Linked DNA regions of Pan troglodytes: region 1 is linked to region 2. A link is a contact called in public Hi-C data. All regions are on one chromosome and are shown on one strand. Each heading gives the region's core, a stretch centred on a gene start, on an enhancer-like site or on the middle of the called end of the contact. The rest is flanking DNA. Distances are from core to core; before and after follow the strand shown.

The links. Hi-C and Micro-C count contacts between places; a contact is called where the count stands out from the background.
Region 1: a Hi-C map of stem cell-derived neural progenitor cells shows a contact between it and region 2, with 5 times the contacts expected there. The contact joins the promoter of UGCG here to the enhancer-like site in region 2. A contact is called at or near these places in 1 of 7 Hi-C or Micro-C datasets (stem cell-derived neural progenitor cells) and 1 of 1 datasets of contacts at active chromatin or transcription factors (stem cell-derived excitatory neurons).

What each region holds. Positions count from the first base shown.
Region 1 is chr11:26,580,007-26,586,503 of NHGRI_mPanTro3-v2.0_pri, forward strand. It overlaps UGCG (UDP-glucose ceramide glucosyltransferase), which reads right to left and starts at 4,681. Exons shown (of 9, transcript XM_016961429.4): 1 at 4,183-4,681. The coding sequence starts at 4,280.
Region 2 is chr11:26,404,396-26,411,238 of NHGRI_mPanTro3-v2.0_pri, forward strand. All of the region lies in intron 12 of SUSD1 (sushi domain containing 1), which reads left to right. Among named protein-coding and RNA genes, the nearest start is that of SUSD1, 100 kb to the left of the region's middle. Within about 2 kb of position 2,001, at least 2 of the 24 cell types and tissues checked have an H3K27ac peak or open chromatin away from gene starts, as enhancers often do. A contact at or near this core is called in stem cell-derived neural progenitor cells, where this site is marked.

The sequences.
Region 1 (6,497 bases), core at 3,431-5,930, 180 kb after region 2:
CTATAGTCTAATTCTGTATCTTCCCAGGCTCAGGTTAAAGGGGCTGAATTGCTGGACTGCCTTATTCATTTCCCTGAAAGTAGCCCTGTAGCAATGATCCTGACTGATGAACGTTTGACCACAGTCCAAGGGCACTGGCAGGACTAAACCCAAAAAAGACGTTCTCAATTTACATTCCACTAAGGCTCGTAACACCAAGTATTCATGAATTTAAGGCAAAGATCGTACTAACTAAAAATAATATCCCAAATGTTTTTGACAGGTAGTTTATCGCAGTTATCCTGACACAATGAGTATGCAAATTCCATTCAAAAACTGTGCATCAGGTATTGAAGTTGCTGTACATTAGAAATAGCATATTTGGGTTGGGCGCAGTGGCTCACGCCCGTAATCCCAGAACTTCAGGAGGCCAAGGTGGGGGGATCACTTGAGCCCAGGAGTTTGAGACCAGCCTGGGTAACAAAAATTAGCTGGGCGTGATGGCATGCACCTGTAGTCCCAGCTACTTGGGAGGCTGAGGTGGGAGAATTGCACGAGCCTGGGATGTGAAGGCTGCAGTGAGCTGTGATCGAGCCACTGCATTCCAGCCTGGGCAACAGAGAGGACTGTCTCAAAAAAATAACAATAAACAAAATAAAGGAAATATGTTTGTAGAAAGCAGAATTAACTTAAAAAAAAAATCTTAAAAAATCTCCAGGGGGCCAGGCATGATGGCTCACACCTGTAATCCCAGCACTTTGGGAGCCAAGACAGGTAGATCACTTAAGTCCAGGAGTTCAAGACCAGCCTGGGAAACATGGCAGAACCCTGTCTCTACAAAAAGCACAAAAATTAGCCAGGCATGCCTGTAGTCCCAGCTACTTGGGAGCTACTTAGGAAGCTGAAGCAGGAAAATCATTTCAGCCTGGGATGCGGTGGTTGCAGTCAGCCAAGATCGTGCCATTGCACTCCAGCCTAAGCAACAGAGCAAGACCCTGTCTCAAAGAAAAAATACACACACACACACACACACACACACACATACATATACACCTCCAGGTAAAAAAGGACCTCTGTTTTACTTGAGGGTAGCTAATATTTAAGGACACATAAATTATTTCCACACTAGCCTAGCACCTCCAGTCGAAAGATAAAGCCTGATGCTAAACATTAGGACCTTATGTACACAGGGACATAATAATAATATGAGGTGGATGGGATAGGGAAGAGAGCATGAAGCAAGGTTTCTGCTTAGATCACTTCATCACGCAGCAACGTGGCTCCCAAGGGCTAGAAGAGAAACACTACCATCAGTTCTAGGCTTTTACACAATTTCACCTTAGGCCCCAACCTATCAAGCCACACTAGCACTTACCATTAAAAAAAAAAAAAAAAAATTAACCCATAAAGGCTATTTAACTTGCCAAGGCTATAATCTTTAGTTATTTTTAGGAAATCTTCAATCTCAACAATAAGACTCTTGAATTTGAAATGTCTCTAATCTGAATGTTACCTTTGACATTGTTGGCAGAAATCCTACAAACATCTGCCATCTAAAATAGGTTAAGAAAGGGCAATAGAAGCTTTGAAACATACCCAAGTATAAAGCAGAACTTAGTTTATAATAAAAATATTTCAAAACAGTGGAATAATCAAATAATCATCTGATAAGTAATTCTGGACAAGTCTCTAAATATTTAGAAGAAACTATAATTAGGGCTCTAGCTCTCATATAACAAAGTAAAATACTGGGTGAATTCAGGGTAATATGTGAAAAAATTAAGAAAAAAATACTAAGAGGAAGCAGAGACTAACATATATAATAATTTGGAGGAATAAGGAAGATATAAACATTATAAGAGTTAGAAAATGTAAAAGAAACGGAAAGACCTATCTACCTAAAACACACATGCACACACACTTTTCTCCATGTCAAATATATGTACAAAGTTAAAAGACAAAAAACAGACTGGGGAAAAGAATGCTACATGTGACAGAAAACAACCTTTATATCAGAAAGATGAATTCAGCAACAGATTGCAGCACAGGCAAAGGATTATGAGTATGTAATTTACATCTAAATGTAACTAGCATATAAACATATTTTAAAAGTGCTCAATGTAACTTTAAAGGAATGAAAATAGAAACAGAAAACAGTGAAATGCCTGCTACTTAGTGTTTGTAAGGCAAAATGGGGCCATCATACAATGTTACCAGGACTGTGAATATACATAACATTTCCATGGGGCCAATATGTATCAAAGTTTAAAATGTGCACCACTTCTGGCCCAATAATTCCTCTTTCGGAAATATAACTGAGATCATTTCTCAAAGATGTATGCATATAAATTCATCACAGTGTTGTTTGTAATCTAGATAAATTGGAAACAACCTAAACATCCATCAGTAATAATAAATAAATCTTGGTACCTGGTAAACTAAAATATCATGCATCTATTACAAATGATGTAGAGATCATACAGATATTGACATGCAAAAAACGGTCAAGACATTTTACAGGACAGTTCCATGTGAACAGGGGACTTGTATGTTTGTTCTTCACTCTTCCAGCAACTAGAACAGTGCCTTGCACAAAACGGCTTTTCAATAAACATTTATTAAACACATGAACTTTAAAGCAGGTTACAGAACAATAATCATAATATAGTCCTTTTCTCTCTTCCCTCTTCCCCTCCCTCCTTCTCTCTCTCTCACACACACACACAGATTGGAAGGATAGTCACAAAAGGTTAACAAGGTAATGTAGTTTTGGTGTGTGCATGTTTTAATTTTCTCCATCTCTCTCTATTGCATAAATTCCTTACACAGTAAGCATTTTTTATTTTTATGACGGTAAAAAGTAACAATTTTTTTAAAGAAAAAGAACTCACATATTTTAAATGAACTCCAGAATGTGCTGTGACTAAGCTCACCAACTCCAAAAACTAAAGTCAACAATATCCAAGTGGCATGTTTTCTTTCACTTTCAAAGAAATATCAGTATAACTTGTACCAGCATCATCTTTCTCAGTACCAGGAAATGCCACACTATACTAATAAAATACAGTGTTTCCAAAAGCAAAGGCACACTTTTTCCGCAGTAAAAAGGAAAAAAAAAAAACCCAAAAAACTAAAAGTAACTAATTTCTTAAAGTCTCTTCCACTAACATACACTCTATTCTAGTTCATGGTAACGATTACTATATACAATTGCTCTTTTCTCCCCCCAGACTAAAAATCCAAGTGAATCGATATCAGTAATGTGCTCTATACAATTTTTTCATTTCTTTACAGAGGCAGATTTCACCTTAAACAGTGGATATACCAAACTAGCCACATAACCCATGTCTCTATTCACGCCATCACCCAGTTCTATTTTACTTACACGCTTCGTCACAATCTCATAACCTTATTTAGATTTTATCTGCTCCTTCCTTCTAGAATGTAAGCCCCATGAGGACAGGAATTCTGTCCTGCTCACCACCATGTCCCCTGGCCAATAACAGTGCATGGTATCTAGTAGGCCTCAAGAAGTATTTGTTAAACAAAAATGAAAAGATGTGGCCGGCACGGGGAGAGTACAAATCTACATAAAACAATAAAACGAGGAACTGAAAAAAGGAAAGAAAACCACGCTGAGATGTACAAGCTGACAGGACTCAAAGCTATCATGCCAGCTCGGAGGTTTGGTGGACATTTTTCAGGGTGGACAGGTGCTTCACACCTATCTAAGCGCATAGAGCCCTTCCAGGAAGAAGAAAATCCACAGGGAGGTGTCCAGATAGCTGTGAGCAGCTCCCAGAAAAGTGGACACAATCACCACCCTAACAGAAACGTGGCCCAGGTCGGGAGAAAAAAACAATACACCATACATCTCGGCCCAGATGAAAAATCACACGAATCCCCAGCACAATCAAACCAAGCCACCACCTTCAGCCTGACACGTAAGAGCAGTCTCCTTTAGCCTGGCTGGGCAGTCGCCTGCAACCCAGCAAACCCTTCCCACGCCCAACACTTTTCCCTCGCAAAGACCACCGCCACCGCCGGTCCGAGGGGCGAGGGAACGGGGGGAACAGCCTGACGATCAGCTTTCTCCACCCCCGCCCGAGCCCAGTCCCCTTCAAAGCGCAAACGTTTCCCATTCTCGCCTGTCCCCGAGGCCCGGACCCCTGCCCCGAGCCCCTCCTGCGGTCCCTCACTCACGTGTAGATGATAGCCATGAAATGCATCAGCCACAGCACCAAGAAGAGGACGAAACCGAAGACGGCCATTCCCTCCAGGGCCAGGTCCAGCAGCGCCATCCCCCGGCCCGCCGGCCCGGCCCGGCCCGCTGCGGCCGCCAACACGGACAACGCTCCCGCAGGAGGAGGACAGGGTGGGCGCCCGGTGCGGGGGCGCGGGAGGCGAGAGGAAGGTGGGGAGAGGAAAGGGCGGAGGGGGTGGGGACGGAAGGGGCGGGCAGGGCCTGCGCGCCCCCGCCCGCGCGCTCTCGCCTGCGCGCTGTCTTCGGCGCGCTCGCGGGCGGCTGCGGGTGCTGCGGTCTCCCGGCTCTGGTCGGGGCGACCGCGGCCCCGCGCTCCGGTTCGCCTCTCCCGAGCCTCGCGGCCGCCCACCAGACCCTGCGCGCGGGCACCTCCGCCGCCTCTCCGTCTCGCCGCCGGGCTCCCGGCCGAGCAGCTCCGCCGCCGCAGCTCCGCGCACTAATCAAAACCGGCGGCTCGCGCCCCACTCCTCGGCACGTCCCGCCCCCGGAACCGCGGCGCCCGCCTCTCCCAGGGGCGGTGCCCCCACCGGTCCACGCCCACCCTGTCGCCCGCGCGCCCGCTGCGGCGCCGGCGAGAGCGCGCCGGGGAGATCGTGTCCTGCTGCCCGCAGGACGCAGGCTGGGCTTCCTCCGGCTGCTCGCTCCCGCTGCCGCCCACCTAGGCGGAAAGCGCTGCAGCCCTGGGCCGGGCTCCCTCGGTGTCGGTGGCAGCTCGGGACCCTGTGCCTGGCTGGAGGCTGCTCTCTCTCCGTCTGGCCCTGCTGTTCCTGGGTGCGCCAGAAAAAGACACGGGTTCCGGGCAGCTGCCGGCGCTTGTCTAGAAATCCAACTTCCAACGCCGCGTCTGCAGCCTCCCCGCCGGGCACTGCTACTGCTCGGAGCAGCCAGGCCCTCCAGGCCACGTTCCTGGGCGCAAGGGATGCCCATTGCCTTCCCTCTTACTGCTTTTAATGCTGTGGGATCTTGGATCAAAAGGGACCGGAGAGTAAAATAATCTCCATGCGCCTCACAGATCTCTAAGCGCCTTAGCGACCGTGTGTATTATAAAAAGAAATTCTCAAACTCAGAATTAAAGAATCAGTTGATATTGAAATTCCCTAAGACTGCCATCCAATACGGTAGCCACATGTGGCTAAGTGAGGGTTGGAAAGGCAGCTTGCCACTCTGGAGTAAACAGTACATCAGATGTGGAAGACCATCTCGTTAGTAAATTTTATATTGATTGCATGTTGAAAAGATAATATTTTGGACATATTACATTAAATTAGGTAAATTATTAAGTTAATTTCTCTTTTTAAATACTTTGGCTAGGTACTAGAAAATTTTAATTGTACGTGTGGACAGCACAGCTCTAAAATGGGAAGAAATGTCACTTTGGGTAGTAAGGTAACTAAGTATTTGTCCTAATTTTAAGTCATCCCAAGAAGATGCTAGTACTCAATGTTTGTGTTTCTTCAATCTAGATGAGTTTATACTATTTCTGCATTGTTTTATGTTTATTGTTGCAAGTGATTTCCTTTTAAATAATCCATGACCTCCCTTGAGATATTTCAGAATTGAATTCAATTTTGAAAAGAAGTTGTGGCTGGGCGCGGTGGCTCACACCTGTAATCCCAGCACTTTGGGAGGCGGAGGCAGGTGGAGCATGAGGTCAGGAGTTCAAGACCGGCCTGGCCTAGATGGTGAAACCCCGTCTCTACTAAAAATACAAAGAATTAGCTGGGCGTGGTGGCAGGCGCCTGTAATCCCAGCTACTCCGGAGGCTGAGGCAGAGAATTGCTTAAACCTGGAGGGGCGGAGGTTGCAGTGAGCCGAGATCGCGCCACTGCACTCCAGCCTGGGCGACAGAGCGAGACTCTGTCTCGAAAAAAAATAGATGAATTTAAAAAAAAGAAAAGTTGTTTATTATTGCTGTTTATGGTAGTTAATAGTCACTGAATGATCTACCTCAATCTGCAATTAAATGACAAACTACAACTAGAAGAGTTAATGTCCGAACCATTCCTCGATTAACATCCTTGGCTCCACTGGTGCAGAATCAGTGGGAAAGAACAATGTTTCAAAATCAAATTCCCACTGTTGAGAGTTACTGGCTGATAAAAATAGCAGGATGGAGGGCCAGGCGCAGTGGCTCATGCCTGTAATCCCAGCAGTTTGGGAGACTCAGGTAGGAGGATTGCTTGAGGCCAGGAGTTTGAGACCAGCCTGGGCAACATGATGAAACCCTGTCTCTACAAAAAAAAAAAAAAAAAAT
Region 2 (6,843 bases), core at 751-3,250:
ACTGAAAGGCTCTTCGTTTGATCTCCGTCTTGCCAAATCCAATGGCCAGTTTTGTTCTTATCTGATTTCTTCGATAGCGTTGACACTCCCTCCCTCTTGAAACCCCCTCTCCCTTAGTTTTGGTTCCTTCTGCCTTGCTGTCCCCTCTCAGTCTTCTTTGCTAGCTCCATCTACTTTTATGACCCCTCTTCAGCCTCCTTTTCTTCATTATCTACCCTTTCTGCTTAGGTGATCTCAACCGGTCTTATGGCTATAACTATTACCTATATGCAGAGGATTTCCAAAGATCAATTTCTAGTCCCAGCCTCTCCTTTGAGCACCAGACTCATATATCCACCCAACTTCTACACATGTCCTATTGAACATCTAATACACAAATCAAACGGAACTTGTGATTTCTCACCTCTGCCCTCGCCCCCAAATCGGTTTCCACCCAGGCTTCTCTGTTTCTATCTGTTACTCTCTGTCTGTTATTGGCATTTCTGTTCACCCAATTGTTCAGACCAAAAACAAGTCCTAATTGGCTCTATCCCATCCCCAAATTTCTAATCTGTCAACAAGCCCTGTTGGCTTGCTGTCTGAAATATATTCTGAATTCCACCACTTCTCCCCACCTGTGCCTTTTCCACAACTACCCTAATCCAAGACAGCCACCTCTTGCTTGGGTTCCTGCTGTAGTTTTCAAACTGGTTTTCTCTTGCCTATATACCTCCCACCCTGGACCTTAGTCTTAGTCTTCACCATAACTTTCAAAAGATCACTCAGCACTCAGAGTGATCTTTTAAAAATGCATTTGGGAACATGTCAGCACCAGCTCAAAACTCTCCAGTGAGTTTCCATTAAAGTTAGAATGGAATCCAAGTTCCTCATCATAGGACATGTCATCTGGCCCCTGCCTACTTCTAATTCATCTCCCCCTGCTCTCCTCCTTTCCCATTAAGCATCAGCTGTCTCCCTGGCCTTCTTGCAGTTCCTTAAATGGGTCAAAGTTTTTCCAGCCTCCAGACTTTTCCATCTGCAGCTCACACTTCCTGGGACACTGTCAACATATGGCGTCTCCATAGTTGTTCAGGTGCCTGCTCAACTGCCATCACCAGCCTCCACGCTAGTACTCTGTATCTACTTACCCTGCTTCAATTTCTTCATAGAGCTTCATATTAATAAAAAATATTAATTATTAGTTTTTAGAGATAGGGTCTCACTCTGTCACCCAGGCTGGAGTGCAGTGGTGCAATCATAAGTCACTGCAGCCTTGAGCCCCTGGGCTGTAGCAATCCTTCTGCCTCAGCCTGCTGAGTAGCTGGGACTATAGGCGCTCACCACCATGCCTGGCTAATTACAAAAGGGATTTTTTTGTTTTTATTTTTTGTAGAGATGAGGGTCTCCCTATGTTGCCTAGGCTGGTCTTGAACTTCTGGCCTCAAGTGATCCTCCCATCTCGCCTCCCAAAGTGCTGAGATTATAGGCATGAGTCTCTGTGCCCAGCCTAGAGCTTGTTTCCTAAAAACTTTTTTTTTTTTTACTTTCCTTCTCTCCCACTAAAATAGAAGCTTCCTGAAGACAGTGATTTTTGTCTGTATGTTTTACATTCAACCCTCAGTGGGTAAGAATGGTACTGATAGATAGCATAACAGCCCAAAATTTTAAAATAACAGCCAGTGGGTGGTATTGGTGCTGAGGAGATGTCTGGTTAGGCAATGAATTCTGGCTACCAGAAAGAATTCCCTGCATTTTGGGCTGGAGAGACAAGTGGTGTTCAGTCTGGGCATTTCTTTCTGTGGTGACTTATTAAAATGAATAGCGACTCCGTCTCCATTTCCTACTCTGTGGTCTTTCTCATATTTGGATGCTGTGCTTTTCTGGTTTGAAGGACCATTGCATATTTTTTTGAGTAAAGGGGAGGGGGTTTCATCTTGATGAGACACTTACTCCTTGTTTGGTAGGCTGAATAGAGCTTTAGTGGCTCAAGTTCCCTCTCTCTGTGCTCATGGCCACCAGGGGACATTGTTGAGCTGTTTAATGTTCATTGAGATGCCTATTTTCCAACTCTACCCACTTTAAAGGATTTGTAATTTTAAAGAAGCATAAAAAAATCAAGTTGCTTTGATCTTATGAAAGAGTTAAAAAAAAAAAAAAACCCAACCCCTTTCTTTTATAAAAGGAGGAAAAAAGAGAAGCTTATGTGTTGATGTGCAGAGATACTCATGGTTGCCTAAGAAGTGTGTGGCCTTATTTCGGTAAAATCATGAACTTTTGAATTTTGGCAGATGTGTTAGGCTAAGGATTTGGGTCTGGACAATGTAGCTGCTCCTTTCCCAGAAGGAAAGAGAGTGGAATTTCCCTTCTGAGTGTCTTACGTTAAATCTTACTGATGGGAACAGGATGAAAACAAGTGCTTTAAATACATCGCTGACCTCAGAGGACAGTGAAGGTTCTAGGAATGTTGAGGGACAGAGGCAAGTGTTTCGGTGAATGCAGGAAAGCAGGGGCTGGCGAGGGGGTGGGTGAGATGGAGCTGTGGCCTCACGGTGTTTCTGACTCTTGGCTGATAGGCTGCAGACGGCACATTGAACTGAATTCTTCAGGATAGCCCCACAGCACGCATCCCCTTTAGGACAGGGTGAGGAACAAACTTTCATCCTTGATGCAGGCCCCAAAGAGTCAGAAGAGCATCCACATGTTGAGTGTGCTATTTTCTTTTTCTTTTTTTTTGTTTTGAGACAGAATTTTGCTCTGTCACCCAGGCTGGAGTGCAGTGGCGTGATCTCAGCTCACTGCAACCTCCACCTCCTGAGTTCAAGCGATTCTTATGTCTCAGCCTCCCAAGTAGCTGGGATTACAGGTGTGTGCCACCACACTTGGCTAATTTTATATGTTTAGTAGAGATGGGGTTTCACCATGTTGGCCAGGCTGATCTTGAACTCCTGGCCTTAAGTGATCCGCCCACTTCGGCCTCCCAAAGTGCTGGGATCACAGGTGTGAGCCACTGCACTGGCCTCCTTCCCTTCCTTTCCCTTTCCCTTTCTTTTTTTGAGACAGTCTTGCTCTGTTGCCCAGGCTCTGTTGCCCAGGCTTGCTCTGTTGCTTACGCAGTGGTGTGATCTCGACTCACTGCAACCTCTGCCTCCCAGGTTCAAGCGATTCTCATGCCCCAACCTCCCAAGTAGCGGGGATTACAGGCACACATCACCAGCCCCGTCTAATTTTAAAAATATATTTTTAGTAGAGATGAGGTTTTGCCATGTTGTCCAGGCTGGTCTCAAACTCCTGACCTCAAGTGATCTGCCTGCCTTAGCCTCTCAAAGTGCTGGGATTACAGGCATGAGCCACTGTCCAGCTGAGTATGCTATTTTCTTGCTAAGTCTAAAAGCTTTGTAGGCAACATTTTCTTATATAGAGAGAGAAAGAGGAAACCAGAGAGGGAAGAGAGAGGAGGATGGGGGTGGGTGGGGGCGGGGTGGGGAAGAGAGAGAGAGAAAGAGAGAGAGAGTGAGCGTGAGAAAGCCAATACACACCTAAATGTGGAGATAAACCAGACCACTTGTCTTACACAACATGGTGATCATTTGAGATGGAATGTTTATTATGGAACCAAGCATGCTGGAGGAGCAAAGGGAAGAAAAGATGAAAAGGAAATTATTTATTCCCATGTCTTCAGTACCAAGGCTGGCAACTTCTTCGAGAAATTTCCCATCTCTCATTGTATTCATAACAAGAAAAAGGAAAGTACTTTTTCAGATGGTTAGGAAAACAACGGAAAACACAGGTGTGTCCCAGGCATTTATCAGATTGTCACTTTATCAGAGAGGTCCAGCCAGGACTGCCCTGATCCTCCCTGCCCCTGCCTCTGACACCGCCCTCCACGATGGGGTGTCCTCAGGGAAGACTGTGCAGGACTAGGTCTCTTGGTTTCTTTTACCGAGGCTTCTCTTTCATGGTTGGTTACCCACAAACCATCCAAGGATGCTGTACCCCTGTGTCCTCAGTGAGAAACCCATCTCCCCTGGCTGGTTCCAAGGTACCACACTTATCCCTGGGGGCCCCCTGGCTCCAAGGGGGCTGAAGCTGCACCACAGGTCAGCAGAGGGACTGGCCTTCAGGCCAGCTGTTTTCCTTTCCAAGTCTTCCTTGGACACAGGCTCTTTTGATATCTGGAGCCCTAACATTAGGTCACGCTAGGAGAGGCATGTTTGCCCTTCCATGCTTCCACAGTCCACGTATTTCTCTCATTCCCAGAAATCTCCCAACTGCTTTCTAGCTTCAAAACAAACCCCAAGCCCCCAAGTAAATGGCTGTGTGGGGATGGGTGTCTCCCAGACCCTCTTGCTACCAGCATCTGAATCTCAGCCAAAGTTAGCTTTTATAAAACATGCATGAGAAGGTATTCTTAGATCAGAAGCCTGGAAACTAGGGTTTCTGTGTGTGTTGGGAGAGGGGGAGGGGCTTGCTGAGCTGTAACAATTTAATTTAGCAAATATTTATTTATTTACTTGTATTTGTTAAAAATGAGATGGGTTGGCCAGGCACGGTGGCTCATGCCTGTAATCCCATCCCAGCACTTTTGGAAGCTGAGGTGGGTGAGTTCGAGACCAGCCTGGCCAACATGGTGAAACCCAGTCTCTACTAAAAATACAAAAATTAGCTGGGTGTGGTGTGGGTACTTGTAATCCCACCTACCTGGGAGGCTGAGGCGGGAGAATCTCCTGAACCCGGGAGGCAGAGTTGCAGTGAGCCGAGATTGTGCCACTGCAGTCCAGCCTAGACAACAGAGTGAGACTCCGTCTCAAAAAAAAAAAAAAAGAGAGAGAAAGAAAGAAATAAAAAAGAATAAAAATAAATAAATAATAAAAGGAGATGTCTTGAGAAGTCACTAGCAAATATTTTTCGATTGGTTATGTACAAAGACCTGTGCTGCCTACTGAGGATGTACACGTGAAAAGAAATTGGTTTCTTCTCCTTGGGAGGTGAAGTCTCATAACTTTATTGATGGAGAAGATATATCTAGCTGATAACTTGTAGTGGAAGACACTATTTTTTCTGTTGCCTTCAATTTTAATTTACCATGCCTTGGATGGGATGATATATCTGGAGAGGTGCCTGAGGATTAGAAAAGAACCATCATGCTGTGTTTATTTTTCTACCTACTTTTTATTATAGAAAATTCAGAAAAGTAGCATTGTACTGGGTTTTTGGGCGGTGGAGTTGTGTTTTAATTCAATTGTTTGTGTTTACTTGAAGTTTGCAGTACAAAGTTGGAGACGTTGCTTAGTTTTGATGCAGATAAAATTTTCTTCCATTTTTGGTTCTTTTTGTTCATTTTGATGGGTTTTACATAGAGACATTTTAACACATTTGTACTTATACTACCCTTTTTCTTTGGTTGATTTAATAGTTTACCTTCATTAGTGATATTAATCTTTTGATAAATATTACAAATTCCTACTCCAAGGCTATTTACTCTTTTGTTTTCTTTTCAATTTTTTTTTGAGACTGAGTTTCATTATGTTGCCCTGGCTGGAGTGCTGTGGCACAATCATAGCTTACTGCCGCCTCAAACTCCTGGGCTCAAGCAGTCCTCCTGCCTCAGCCTCCCAAGTAGCTGAGACTACAGGTGCATGTCACCACACCCTGCTAATTTTTTCTTTTTGTAAAGATGAGGTCTTACTATGTTGCCCAGGCTGGTCTCAAACTCCTGAGCCCAAGCAATCATTTTTGCCTAGGCCTCCCAAAAAGCCAGGATTATAGGTGGGAGCCACTGCACCTGACCTGCTTTTTTGCACTTAAAATTTAGTTTCAGGCTGGGCACAGTGGCACATTCCTATAATTCCACCGCTCTAGGAGGCTGAGGAGAGGGGACTGCTTGAGTCCAGGAGTTCAAAGCTGCAGTGAACTATGATCATGCCAGTGCACCCCAGCCTGGGCGACACAGTGAGACCACTTTTCTACAACAAACAAATAAACAAAACCAAAACAAAACCACTTAGGTTCATTTGGAATTTATTTTGATGTCTGATATGAGGCTAAATTTACATTGTAATTTTTCTCCCCAGCTGTAAGCCAGTTCCCTATCACCTTTGGAACTACTGACCATCCATGCCACCTGGTGCATTTCTTTGGGTCTCTTTCCAGACTGTCTAGCTTTTTTTCACTGTTTGTCTGTCCTGTGCGTGTACTTTACTATTTCAATTGTTGTAATTTTATGATACATTTAATATTTTTTTTTGCAGAGCAAATTCTCCTTCATTACTTTTCCCCACATTTCCCTCCATGTGAGGATTTCTTTTGCCATTTGCTTCTAGCAGAGGATGGATATTCCTGACATCCGAGGATGGTAATGAAGGTCTCTGTTCTGGTTCCTCTCCCATCTCACACACCCAAGGTGAAAGAGCTATATTTTCCAGCACAGGCAGGACCCATTTCTTGCCTTGGGTCTAAATCAGTTTAAATCAGTAACGAGGTTGATGGAAAGGAGAGCAGGTCTACCCAGGACATCAGTTTGGGAGACAAGGAAGAGCACCTTGGAAAATTCAGCTGAAAGTCAAGTTTGTTCCACCTCGAAATGTGGCTGAGAACCAGCCTGACGAGGCTTAGGCTTGTACATTGTAGAGAAAAAGTAGACTGTTTAAAATATAAGGCAGCGGCTGGGCGTGGTGGCTCATGCCTGTAATGCCAGCACTTTGGGAGGCCGAGGCAGGTGGAATCACCTGGGGTCAGGAGTTCGGGACCAGCCTGGCCAACACGGAGAAACCCCGTCTCTACTAAAAATACAAAAATCAGCGGTGTGTGGTGGTGCATGCCTGTAATCCCAGCTACTCGGGAGGCTGTGGCAGGAGAATTGCTTGA